Linked DNA regions of Mus musculus: regions 1, 2 and 4 are each linked to region 3. A link is a contact called in public HiChIP or PLAC-seq and promoter capture Hi-C data. All regions are on one chromosome and are shown on one strand. The core of a region is the stretch at or near the end of the contact, and the rest is flanking DNA. Distances in the headings are between cores, read along the strand shown. Region 1 has its middle 53 kb from the start of Gm22970. Region 2 has its middle 76 kb from the start of Gm22970. Region 3 holds the start of Klf5 (Kruppel-like factor 5). Region 4 overlaps Klf12 (Kruppel-like factor 12).

What was found. Promoter capture Hi-C pulls out the DNA fragments that hold promoters and counts their contacts. HiChIP or PLAC-seq counts read pairs in DNA pulled down with a chosen protein or histone mark.
Region 1: a FOXA1 HiChIP or PLAC-seq map of pancreatic cancer cells shows a contact between it and region 3. The contact joins the enhancer-like site here to the promoter of Klf5 in region 3. A contact is called at or near these places in 4 of 39 promoter capture datasets (the 3T3-L1 cell line, cranial neural crest, embryonic stem cells and 1 more), 1 of 15 datasets of contacts at CTCF or cohesin (the NIH/3T3 cell line) and 5 of 115 datasets of contacts at active chromatin or transcription factors (the NIH/3T3 cell line, embryonic forebrain, embryonic hindbrain and 2 more).
Region 2: a promoter capture Hi-C map of cranial neural crest shows a contact between it and region 3. The contact joins the enhancer-like site here to the promoter of Klf5 in region 3. A contact is called at or near these places in 6 of 39 promoter capture datasets (the C10 cell line, cranial neural crest, embryonic stem cells and 3 more), 3 of 484 Hi-C or Micro-C datasets (cortical neurons and pre-megakaryocyte-erythroid progenitors), 10 of 115 datasets of contacts at active chromatin or transcription factors (SST interneurons, cardiomyocytes, craniofacial prominence and 6 more) and 1 of 9 other capture datasets (liver).
Region 4: a contact with region 3 is called in an H3K4me3 HiChIP or PLAC-seq map of embryonic stem cells, with 13 read pairs. The contact joins the enhancer-like site here to the promoter of Klf5 in region 3. A contact is called at or near these places in 9 of 39 promoter capture datasets (3T3-L1-derived adipocytes, the C10 cell line, the SN4741 cell line and 5 more), 1 of 15 datasets of contacts at CTCF or cohesin (the NIH/3T3 cell line), 7 of 484 Hi-C or Micro-C datasets (cortical neurons, dorsal root ganglion neurons, embryonic fibroblasts and 2 more) and 12 of 115 datasets of contacts at active chromatin or transcription factors (bone marrow-derived macrophages, cardiomyocytes, craniofacial prominence and 8 more).

The regions. Positions count from the first base shown.
Region 1 is chr14:99,825,345-99,828,350 of GRCm38.p6, forward strand. No RefSeq gene overlaps it. Among named protein-coding and RNA genes, the nearest start is that of Gm22970, 53 kb to the left of the region's middle. Within about 2 kb of position 1,582, at least 9 of the 459 cell types and tissues checked have an H3K27ac peak or open chromatin away from gene starts, as enhancers often do. A contact at or near this core is called in pancreatic cancer cells, where this site is marked.
Region 2 is chr14:99,848,514-99,851,328 of GRCm38.p6, forward strand. No RefSeq gene overlaps it. Among named protein-coding and RNA genes, the nearest start is that of Gm22970, 76 kb to the left of the region's middle. Within about 2 kb of position 1,563, at least 10 of the 459 cell types and tissues checked have an H3K27ac peak or open chromatin away from gene starts, as enhancers often do.
Region 3 is chr14:99,297,234-99,300,095 of GRCm38.p6, forward strand. Klf5 (Kruppel-like factor 5) reads left to right here and starts at 1,458. Exons shown (of 4, transcript NM_009769.4): 1 at 1,458-1,989. The coding sequence starts at 1,762.
Region 4 is chr14:99,871,042-99,873,926 of GRCm38.p6, forward strand. It overlaps Klf12 (Kruppel-like factor 12), which reads right to left. Exons shown (of 7, transcript NM_010636.3): 7 at 1-2,885. Among named protein-coding and RNA genes, the nearest start is that of Gm22970, 99 kb to the left of the region's middle. Within about 2 kb of position 1,455, at least 13 of the 459 cell types and tissues checked have an H3K27ac peak or open chromatin away from gene starts, as enhancers often do.

The sequences.
Region 1 (3,006 bases), core at 332-2,831, 530 kb after region 3:
TACTAAAGTTCTTCCAGCAGCCAGCTAATGGTGCTTAGGCAAGGGACATGTAGGGACAGAACTTTTTTTTAAAATGTCTATCAAAAAAGAATATTTCTCTAAATATGACTATCTCTAGTTCTTGAAGCCTATCAGTCTATGGCATCACATAGCATAAAGAATTTTCTAGATGTGATATTATGCTTAAGTGCTACAACACGAGATCATTCAATAGTGTACTGATAGGACCCATTTTGTAATATCGTGAGTCCTTATGAACCCAGAAGGAGGCAGAACAGCGATACAGAAGACGGATGAAACGGGGAGATCCAACAGAAAAGAAAGATGTGGTGTGAAGGAAGATACTCCTCCATCAATGGAAAAGCCATGGGGGAAGAATGTAAGCACTGTGCTGCCCCTGGGACCAAAGCCTTGCCTTAGTTAACACATGAGACCTTAGCGCTACAACTTGGAGGGATTCATTTCTCAACTCAAGTGGATTCAACAGCATACGCCTTCTTAGACCTTCCCCAAAGGGATGGAGCCCTGCCAGCACTTGGGTTCAGCTTTGCAGGATTCTGATCAGAGGATGCAACTGAGATGAACTGTGAGGAATCCACTGCTGTTGTTTTTAAGCTGGTGAGTGTGTATCCGTTTGTTACAATAGAAGACGAATGCATCACCACTGAACCGAGTATGGGAACCATTCACGGGCTCTCTCTGTCCTCCATTTCCCATAACCTCCCACTCCCATCCCCAAATGATAAACACTTATATCATTTTTCCCTCTAGAACACGTGTTGTACTAGTTTTTTGGCTCTGTAGAATTCAGCTTCATCTCTTGGCAAATTGTTCCAAAACTCATCCCCCTTCCCCTGTCTGATTCCCTCTCTTGGTTTTCAGGCTATCTTCCAAACAACTGATAACATACTTTTCTAGGAAAACGTTATGACAACTCTTTATTTAAAACATTTCAAAGATTCCAAATACCTGACAGATTAAAATCCGGCTCCTCCTAAATAAGAAAAACATGGCATTGGCTCTTGTCTAGAGCTCCAGCCTTTCACCCCACTCCCCTGCCTCTCTTTTCATTGTTAGCAGGATGTGAGAAGTATAATTTGCCATCAGGACCATTCTGCTGTCGGGATGTCTGAGACATCCCCAGATCTGATCTGTAGAGATGGAGGGATTGCAACTAGGGCTTCTTGATCTTGCACATAGAGGAAGAATCATGTAGCTAAGTAAACTAATATACTAACAATTCAGGTTTTCTCTTGTGCTTCACCTTGTGGATGCCTGGTATTCCGGTCTCCCTGGGAAATGGCCAAAAGTCTTTCCAACACTGACATAGGTCACTTCCCTGAATTTATACTCTGTAGCATCAATAGTACTTCTGGGCAGGACTGAGGTATATTGGCCAAGGGATAAATATTAACAGCATTTCCAGAGATGGGGTTGGCCTGTGGAGCCAGGTTTAAGAAAGAGATGGTGGGTGTATCCTTTTGTTTGAGGTGCTACAATAAATACCACAGACCACATGACTTAAACCACAGGCATTTGTTGCTCACAGTTCTGCAGGCTGGGAAGGTCCTGATCTAGGAGCTGGCAGGTCTGTCTAGAACGACATTAGTCCCATCACTGGAGCTCCACCCTCTGTCTGAAAGGCTCTAACATCACACTAGTGATTAAAGTTACAACATGACTTTGGACAGTCATGGCTATTCAGCTCAGCAGTGGGCTATGAGCTGACAGCTAGCTCACTGTATTTTTGAACCTGGAATTCCAGAAAGTTCTAGAATTCTGAATTTCAGCTCAGCCTGCTAGAATATTATGAAGATACATTTATCTAGGCAGGAGAATAAGCCATATTTTATGTAACCAAGTTTGTGAACTTGGTTAACAACTTGTCTTTAGGTTCAAGTCGACGTGGCTATTTGGATTGTTTCTCTAATTTCCACAAAGGTTAAATGGAGCACATTCCTATCAACACACCATGGTTTCATGCTGTTCCTTTTTGTGCTCTGAGTTCTTCTTATATTCTAGACAGGCTTGCCAGTATTCCTCACTGGGTTCAGGGTCGTTCCAATGCTCCGTCACACCAAGAAGCCTTCAGTAACTAGTCTCTCAAATATTCCCTACCAATTCAACATGTGCAAATGCGAAGGTGTTAACTGGGCCTCTTCTAAGCTGTCAGATGAAGAAAAGAGCACATTTTATTCATTCTGTTGTCTTACTCCTGTGGTTTCTGGTACATGTTATGGATTTAATTAACATTTATAGAACTGAAAACAACTAGCAAGTGATGAGTGCTTTATTCAGGAGACATTCCACAAGCGCTTAAGGAATAACAGCACAAAGGGAAGAAAAAGATCATCTGTGGATGAAAGGGGGATGACAGGTTCCTTATGCCAGGCCAAACGATAGTAATAGTTGGCATTTCTCGATCAGTATTTGCCAGAAGCTACTATACGAATTCTATGCGTGTGACATTGACTTCTCCTGATTCTAGGCGGCATGAGCTACCATCTCCATGTTGTAAAATAGGAAAGTGAGGGATATTAAATGGTTTGCCTGAAGTCCCACAGTCAGTAGGTGCTGGAGATCAGAGGAGCCCAAAACCTCTGTGTGACTGCACAACATCGCCCATGTATAGCAGAGGAGCTGACCCCACGGTCCTTTGCTGAACAAAAGAGAAACTATAAATAATCATACATTAGTTAGTAGGAAGTGAGTAACACACATCGGGGAATAAAAACAGGGACATCAGAAATGTGTAAATAATAAGACAGAGAACTGGGAGAGCAATTTGGATTCAAATAAGAGAATGAGAATGCACTTCATTGACAGCAGGGACATGTCCCACAGGAAGCTGGGAGGTCTTCTACAGAGGACCTCACTGCAGCAAGAGTTTCTGGAAAGTTCCTAGCACAGGATGTGAGAAGGGAATGTATGGGGGATGATTGGGTCTTCAAATCCAAAAACACAATACCAACACAAGTTTTACATTAAAATATTTTAAGACAGAGA
Region 2 (2,815 bases), core at 313-2,812, 550 kb after region 3:
GAGATGGAGAGAGAGAAGAGAGGGAGAGATGGAGAGAGGGAAGAGAGGGAGAGAGGGAGCTGGAGCAAGGGAGAGAGAGGGAGAGAGAGAGAGAGAGAGAGAGAGAGAGAGAGAGAGAGAGAGAGAGAGAGAGAGAGAGAGAGAGAGAGAGGAGAGAGGAGAGAGGAGAGAGGAGAGAGGAGAGAAGAAGGAGAGAAATCAGGATTGTTCTTCCAGTGGCCGACAGACCTGGTCTAACCTTGCCTCTTTATGTTCTCACCATCTTTGAGAAGTTTTCATTGGCAACCAAGCCAGCATATTGGCTGCTGGGGACATGATGACTCAGATGGTGGCAGTAACAAGGACAGCCCTTCCAGTGACGTAGTTTCTGATTACCTCCCAGCTCCTTTTCTTCTTCTATATCACTTTGCCTTTAAAAGTATCCTCAGGGGATCAGCAGTCTTGACATCAGCAATGGACCAATTGGCCCTATTTCAGATAAACTGAACCAGAATCTTTGTGCGATGCTAACTCTTGAGTTTCTGTCTGATGAGATATAAGAGTACCAGTGGGCAGGGGGAGTCTGAGCGAGTCTGTAAGGGATTTCCTAGATCCCATTAATTGAGATGTGCTGATCCAGTGTCCATGTGAGAAACAGCATGATGGGCTGGGATTGCAGGCTGAGAGAGAAGGAGAAAGTTAGCTGAACATGACCATTACTTTGCCCAGGATTCTGGCAGCAGACCCAGTGTGAGCAGCTACCTCCAGCTCCTGCCATACACACCCCAACACATGGGCTGCACCTCACAGCTGTGAACCAAATGCAGCCCTTCCTTTCTTGAGTTGCTTTTTCTGAGTAGTTTCCTACAGAAACAAGACCAGTAGCTACATTTAACAAGGTTCCTGAGTGGTCAGTTGCTCTTTTGGAGTCTGGGAGGCTCTGATCTTGATTGGTTGCTTTTCAGGTCCAGGCCCCTCAGTTTGCAACGTCATTATCCATAGTACCTTGAATTTATTAGAAGGCCAAATGCATTCTACCCTGGACCTGTGAAATCGGAGACTCTGGGGTCTCCTTCCATACTGCGAGTACAGATCTGCACTTTTATTTTCCTGGTTCTAGATGGCTTGAAAACTGCTTCTGCACCACTAATCCCTAAACCTGGATCACCCACAGGGTTTTACAAAGCACTGATGTTGAGGTCCCACCCTACAAGAGTTCTGATTGACAGACACGGCTTGCACTGGAATTTTTTTTAATAATTTATTTACTTATTAAGATTATAATATACTTATTCCCTGTGCTCTTTCTAACTCCTCCTTGGTAATCCACGGCCTCTCTTTCTTTATGTACATATAAATAAAATGTGTGGAGCATCTTCTTGATGTTGCTTGTTGTGTATGTGTTCTGGGATGGCCATTTAATATTGGACAACATTTGGTGTGCTCTTCCAGATTTCGAGGGAAGACGTTTAGGGAGCACACTAATTCTTCCACTCCCAGCATTCCTCAGGAGCTGAGTGATTTGTGTAGGGCTGAGGCCATGTGAGCTTTCCCCCTCCATGTCAACATATCTGTTCATGCCATATTTGCTTAGGTCATGTTAGACAGCCAGCTTCTAATTTTCAAATACTTAGACTAGATCTATACCCTATCTATACAGAATTATCTTTCATTTTTTCCCCTAAACCATGAAGATGTCAATCTTTTTTTCTAAGATTGTTTTACCCCTGGAACTGTGGTACACTGAGTTCCCCCTTGCAGGAACTTTCTATGTTGTCTGAGTTTGGGTTAACACACACCGAGACACAGACACGCACACTTTCACACACACTTTCTCTTTTGTGCACATGAGAGCACACGCACGTACACACACAGAGACACACAAGTACACATGTGTGCTTACACACGTACAGTTCTCACACTGTTTTCAGTTATTTAACTTTTTTCAGTCATACTCTCTCGTACATTGCTAGATTTTTTCGGAGTGTGGCAAGTCAGTCACACACACACTGTTTCATCCCTCGCGCTTAAACAAGACCTATATTTTTTAAAGTGGGAGCTAAGTGTTTGCAGGATACTTGTAGCTGTAATAGTTTCTGAAAGTACTTACCGAACTCTCCAGAACTGTTTTCTAAAGGAATTCCTGGGATTTTAACCTCCACCCCCTCCCCCTAAATAATACAAGAAAGTGCAGGAGAAACGGGGAGGGTATTAAGTGATCTGAGTTAAAAACCATTCTTTTGCCGCTGAAAAAAGAAAGAGCGAACACTGTATAACTGAAGCCACTATCTCAGGAACCAGCGTGTGGATTCTGCTCAGAGGGTCCAGCTGTGTGCATCAGCAGTGTGCTTAAGGGTTGGGCTGCTGGTAGACAGGCGAATCTTCGCTCCTTCCTCACTGTGTCTCTCTGACTTTGATACGCTTCTGGAGCCTTCCCTTCTAACATAAATATGGCGATGCTGATCCCACAAAATACACAGGAATTGAGTGGGACCGCGTCTATCCTTTAGGGTACACAGTGAATGTTGTGTGAGCTCTCCATGCCCTTCTGGATCCCGTATAGAGGTAAAGATGCATTTTTACCGCCATCTTTTATGACCAAATTCCAGTCAAGATATCAGGGTATTGTCTTTAGACCCACTGCATTTCATGAAGGACTCTTGATTACAAAGCAGAAACTGGGGGCACAGTGGCACATACCCTACAATCCACACAGACCACTCATTCTTTAAATATAGTTTGAATCCTCTATCCAGAAAAATAAGCACTTTTCTAAAGTAGTGAGAAGTCCTGAAAGATAGGAAGACAGAGGTGGAGAAATGGCTCAACAGCTAAG
Region 3 (2,862 bases), core at 208-2,707:
ATAAATAAATAAACGACACGTGAGACTTTGGAAATTTCATTGGAAATGAGACTTATACCTGTGATACACTCTTTCAGGTGCACTTTTTTTTTTTCCTAAGAACTTTTTAAAAAGATGCTTCACTGTAAAGGAGCGAGTGTGCTCTAGGTAGGTATTATAGTATAGTGTGCTGCCAACAGACGTAAATAGATAGCAATATTACAGGCGTCTTTTTAAGTCGCAGTTTATTGTTTCAGCTTCTCAATAAGCCAGATAAAATCATAGACAAGAACATTGAGGATTAAGGAAAGGCGTTTCCTTTGGTGTGATTACTGGCAAAAATTAAGAACAAAACCAAACCAAACCACTCACCTTCCATTAAAACAACGCAGTAAAAAGGTAGTAATATAGTTGACTGTTGCTTTCCTACCAGTTTGGATACCCAGTTTTCAGGGCTGTTGAATGTCTGTGAATGTTTGTGCCTTCTTTGGTTCCCGTTTCGTAGGAAAAGGTGACACTGTATTAGGTAGATGGGACCCATACTTCTGAATATATTAAAACTCCATTCCCCGCCCCTCCGAACACTACAGTGCTAGCAAAAATAAGCCAAAGATGTAATGTCTATTTAAATACCCGGTTGAGCTGGCTGTTAGTTCTCAAATTAGATTCCATGCTCGGGCTAGAATCAACATGGTTTAAATATTAAAAACTTCATAATTCATATGGCCCACCCCACCTTTTCCCCACATTCGGCGAAGGAGAGTAGACATGTCTGTGAAAACTTGTAGCTCCTTAAATACTGTAGGGGAAAATGTGCCCAGGTTGGTATGCAAGGACTTGAAAAAAAATGCTTGACATTTACAGATTTTATTCAGGCCACAAGGAATCTGCGAAAAGATAGATAGATCTACGGCTGAAAACACAGAAAGGAGGGCTGTTTTACGTTTGTTTTCGCACCGCCCCTTGTTTTCCTCTAAAGTACATTTTGTATACTTAAAAAAAAAAATACACTCATTGGTTAAGACTGGAAACCTCAGCTCCCCCCACCTAGCTGCCTTCTGTCTTCGGTTTTCGAGTTTCAGGTCCTTGCACAACACCTAAGACGTGCAATACTTTTTTTTCGCCCTAATCCTGGCAGAGAACAGTTCGGAGAGATCTCCCTCCGCGTCTCCACCCTGATTTCCCCCTCTTCCTAGATTCCACCCGCTCCTCTCCTTCCCTCCGCCCGCCCCGTGCTCCGCCGGCCCAATCTGTCAGAGAAGTTGTGTACAAACTGCGCCGCAGCCCTGCGCGCGAAGCTCCTGGCCCGCGAGGGGTGCGGTCGGCCCGTCGGAGGCGGGACCTCGTGGGCCTTCTTTCCTACTGGCTACCCTCTGGCCCTGGGGCCTTGCCATTGGCCACAACGCTGCCAGTCCGGTGAGCTGGCCCTGCCTCCCCGGAGTTGGGTGAAATAGAGGCGGGCGTCAAGTGTCAGTAGTCGCGGGGCAGGTACGCGCTCTCTTAGGTTGCTGGTGGAGCTTGGGGGTGGCGGGAGCGGGTTCCGGCGAGAGGGTGAGCGAGCGCTGGGGCGGGGCGGGAGAAAGTGGCTGCCCGAGGACCTCGGCGGTGACGCGTGGCCGAGCCCAGGAGCCCCGATCTCCGTGCCCGCCTTCGTGAGCGTCTGGCTGCCGGCCCAGGGGTCCCCCGCCGCGGCCCCCCGCCGAGTCCGCCGTCCCGTGCCAGCCCGAGCGAGGTGGGATCGCGATCGCTCCGTGTCCCGCTCCCGTAATCCCCAGACCGTCCATGCCCACGCGGGTGCTGACCATGAGCGCCCGCCTGGGACCACTGCCCCAGCCGCCGGCCGCGCAGGACGAGCCCGTGTTCGCGCAGCTCAAGCCGGTGCTGGGCGCTGCGAACCCGGCCCGCGACGCGGCGCTCTTCTCCGGAGACGATCTGAAACACGCGCACCACCACCCGCCTGCGCCGCCGCCAGCCGCTGGCCCGCGACTGCCCTCGGAGGAGCTGGTCCAGGTAAGCAGAGCGGCCGGCCTCCCTTCCCCGGCTCGGGCGTGTCCCGCCGCTACGAGGCGCGGGCGACAGGGGCCGCTCCAGACTGGGACGCGCGGGAACGGGTGCCCGGGTGGACAGCCCCGCCCTGCGCTCCCAGACGGGGCGCCGGGGAGTGGATGGGGGAGCAGGGCGGGGGCCCACCCGGATCTGTCCAGAGGAGCTAAAGAGAGCCGCGCGCTCGCGTGCACCTTCTCTTTGCTTGCGTGGGGATGAAAGCTTGTGCCCACGCTCAACTTGGCTTAAAATGCTTCTTGACCGCTCTCTCCCGATGGCCCTGGCCTTGGAAGTCCACCTGCCTGCGTCCTCTGGGGTGAAATAGAAATGCAAATTGGAGTACTGGGGTTTCATATACCCCCGTGGAGGCTCACCCTAGAATGTATTGTAGGGCCCCGTTTGGAAAACTAGAATCTTAAGGTTGTATTGGAACACCGCTTTTCCCTTAAAAAGAAACACGGACAAAAAAGGCCAGGGGTGTTGTTTTTCTTAGTGTGCGCGTAAATTTCCTCTCGGAGTCGCGTTGAAAGCTGGCAGTTGGCTTTTACACTTGCCCAGCAGCCGAATTAGAGCAAGCGCCTGTTTCTTTCGCCCACGCACGGGAGTCATATAGCCTAGAAAAAACTTCCCGGGACTTTTAGCTAGTCCCAAGGAAAAAAAAAATTGGAAACAGACCCACATGCAAACAGCTGGAAGAGCTAAAATCAGAAACCACTAACCGCCACGGGAGCGCAGTGCACGAAAGGGTTTAAGATCGGTTTATTTCAAGACGCTTAGTTTAATAGCCTCTTGCTGTATTGTGTATTTGCACTGAGCGCCTATTTCTTGGGGTCTGCCAGT
Region 4 (2,885 bases), core at 205-2,704, 570 kb after region 3:
ATTACAAATTATTTCTTTAAAAAAAGGTCTTTGTTGATATTTGCTTGCCTGCTGGCTGCTGCATATACAGATGTGTGCACACAGGTGCATGTGTTGCGGGTGACTGTCCAGATAAGTGAAAGGCAGTGTGGGAACAAGTAGACGTGGAATATGGAAGACATGGCCAGCCAACCCTCTTTCCTTAGCTGAGCCAAGTCAATCTGAAAACATTTTTGTGGGATATACAACCTCAGGAAAGGGAGAGAGAGAGAGCTGGCCGGTGGCCTACATTTACGTGATACACTTACAGGCAATGGTAAAGAATAAACTCTGATTTGAGCTATGAGTATTAAGGCTTCCTGGGCCTATGTGGTTCGCCAGCATTAACTCACATTCGATCCTTTCTATGCAGACTGTGTGTGTGCTGGTATTAACACTGCTTCAATTCTAAGAATCCTCACAATACAAGGAACTGGACAGCCTCCTAACAATATCTCAGCAACGTTTCTAGGCAGTCACTACAACAAAACAACGGCATGTGATTACAACTGAAGGCCTCCCCTCACCGGATCTATTCAATTGCAGCTTTGGTACAGATAATAAACAAAGCACAGACTAAGGAATACTGCATCTTTATCCATATACACGTTATCATTCTAATGAGCTGATCTCAAAGTGCAGAGTTCCATTTCCAGTCCAGACTCGAATGGCAGTCTGACATTAAACAAGTTGCATGAAAGCGTACACAGTCTTCACATGAGCTGTTCCAAATTTCAACCATGATGAACATGGCCTTTCTAATCACCTACAACCCTTGTCTGTAAACACAGAAGCATTTTGAAAGCCCCCCCCCTTCACTAATCTTGTTTCCCTTTTAATCTTTAAAGTGATATTTAAAAGTGCTCGTTTTATTTATGTAACCTTATAAGGGACTCTCTGAAAACCCCTAATAGCCCACCTCCCTTGTCATCAGCTTTTACATTTCAAGGAGACAATTGGTTCTCCCCACTGTGTGTGTGCGAGGTGTTCCCAAACACACACACCCTTCCTAGCTGCAAGATGAACCACTTCAAACCTGAAACCAAAGCATGCTTAGGAAACCACTGAGAGGTGCTTTAGGGTTCTCTCTCTCTCTCTTTTTCTTTTTGATAGCTTATCATACACTGTGCTTTTCAAGAAGCTAGACTGGACGATGAAATGGGTGGTGGCTTTTCTGTGACTAAGGATATCCCATTTCCTTTAGTCTCAAACCACTTTCTGTTATAAGGGGAACACACCTCGGAAACTTACTGCGGAGGATTGGTTACGTCCTCCAGACGAGTGCCAAATAAGTCTCAGTTCTTGGGCCAGATCAGGGATGTGTTCATTTGTGCTTGCAACTCTTCTAAAAATATCGCTATGTCAAGAAGAGGGAAACGTTGTAATGGTGGCAGGTTTCATCCGTTACCTTACCATCTCAGTATGCTTTCCATTTTCAGGGAGCGAGGGGGGAAGAGCTCACTTCCCCACATCTTCCTTATGCTGCTAGAGAGGTACGACTCTCTTAGTTCTGTGCTAAATTTAAATTAAGATGTCAGTCAGGAAGCTTCCCTGGCTTGTCAGATCAGTGAATTCTCCCTGTAAAACTGGCAAGATGCTTTCTCAGTGGAGAAAGGACTGGCTCCTACGAGAGCAGACAGAACTAAGCCAACCGTGTACTTGACTTGAGCGACTTCCTTACGACCTATCAATTAGGCTCTAGGGCCAGCGCCTGGGGGATCCTGCTTGTTTGCCACTGTCAGGGTTCTTTGCCCTGGCCAGTTACTAATGCTGGCGTGCATCAGGAAACCTGGTTTTATTCTGGATGATTACAGGCAATGAGAAGTAGGAAGTGCATACAGTACAGATTTAAAAATGTTCCAGTTGGTATATATATAAAAAAATAACAACAAAAAGCAATAACCAAAAAATCCTGCTGGCTGGTGGGTACCAACCTGTGTAGCTGAAGCTATTTATCAATAGAACTACAGCCCTTGGAGGAGGGAAATTGCCTGATGAAGTTTTTATACCTGGCAGAAAATGTAGAGCACAGATCTCTGAAGCTGGGACTTGACCTGTAAATCATGCTACTTTTGCCTGAACAGTTATTAAAAGTCTTTTTCAAAGCTACCCGACACAAATGGTTCTCCTTGTAATGTTCATAGCTCTTGCTTTGTCAGAATACAATTATCCTGATTAGAAGCTGATACTAGGAAGGATAACTGTCACCAGAAATCATTTTAGAATGTGCAGACATTCAAAACTGAGCTAGGAACCCTATGAGGTTGATTTGTGCAGTTTCCCAAATCAAGTGTGTCATTGAAATATATTGCAAAGGCCTTCACTGGAGACCTTTAATATTTAAGCTATAAAATGTCTTAACAACAAAAATCTCACCAAACCCAATTTGCCACAGAAAGCTGGGAAAACAGCAGCTTTCAGTGGTGACAGACTATTTTGGAAAGAGTGCTTGTTGGGGGGTTGGGGGGATATATTGCTTTTCCTGTACATTTCGCTAAATACAAAAAGCTCTTTACTTGAGAGATAGGATGGAACCTAGCTTTGCTCTGACCCTTCTCCCAGAAGAAGCAGGTGGTCTGTCCCTGTGGATGCCAATGTGGGAGCACGGGGATTCTGGGACAGTTTAAAAAGTGAATGGCGTAGAGTCAGACTCTCGGCTCTCCAGGTTGGAGAAGTAGCACCAAGGCAGGCTTCCCATGGGGACACTCTTGCCAGGCTTCCCATGGGGACACTCTTGCCACGGACTCAGGCCCAAGCAGAAGAGACCCACAGGCGGAAGAGTTCATCGGCAGCTCTGCCTCCTGTGCCTCTCTAGTCACCAAGTAACTGTTTCCTACCAAGAAGTGGGGAGCATAATCTCTAAGTGT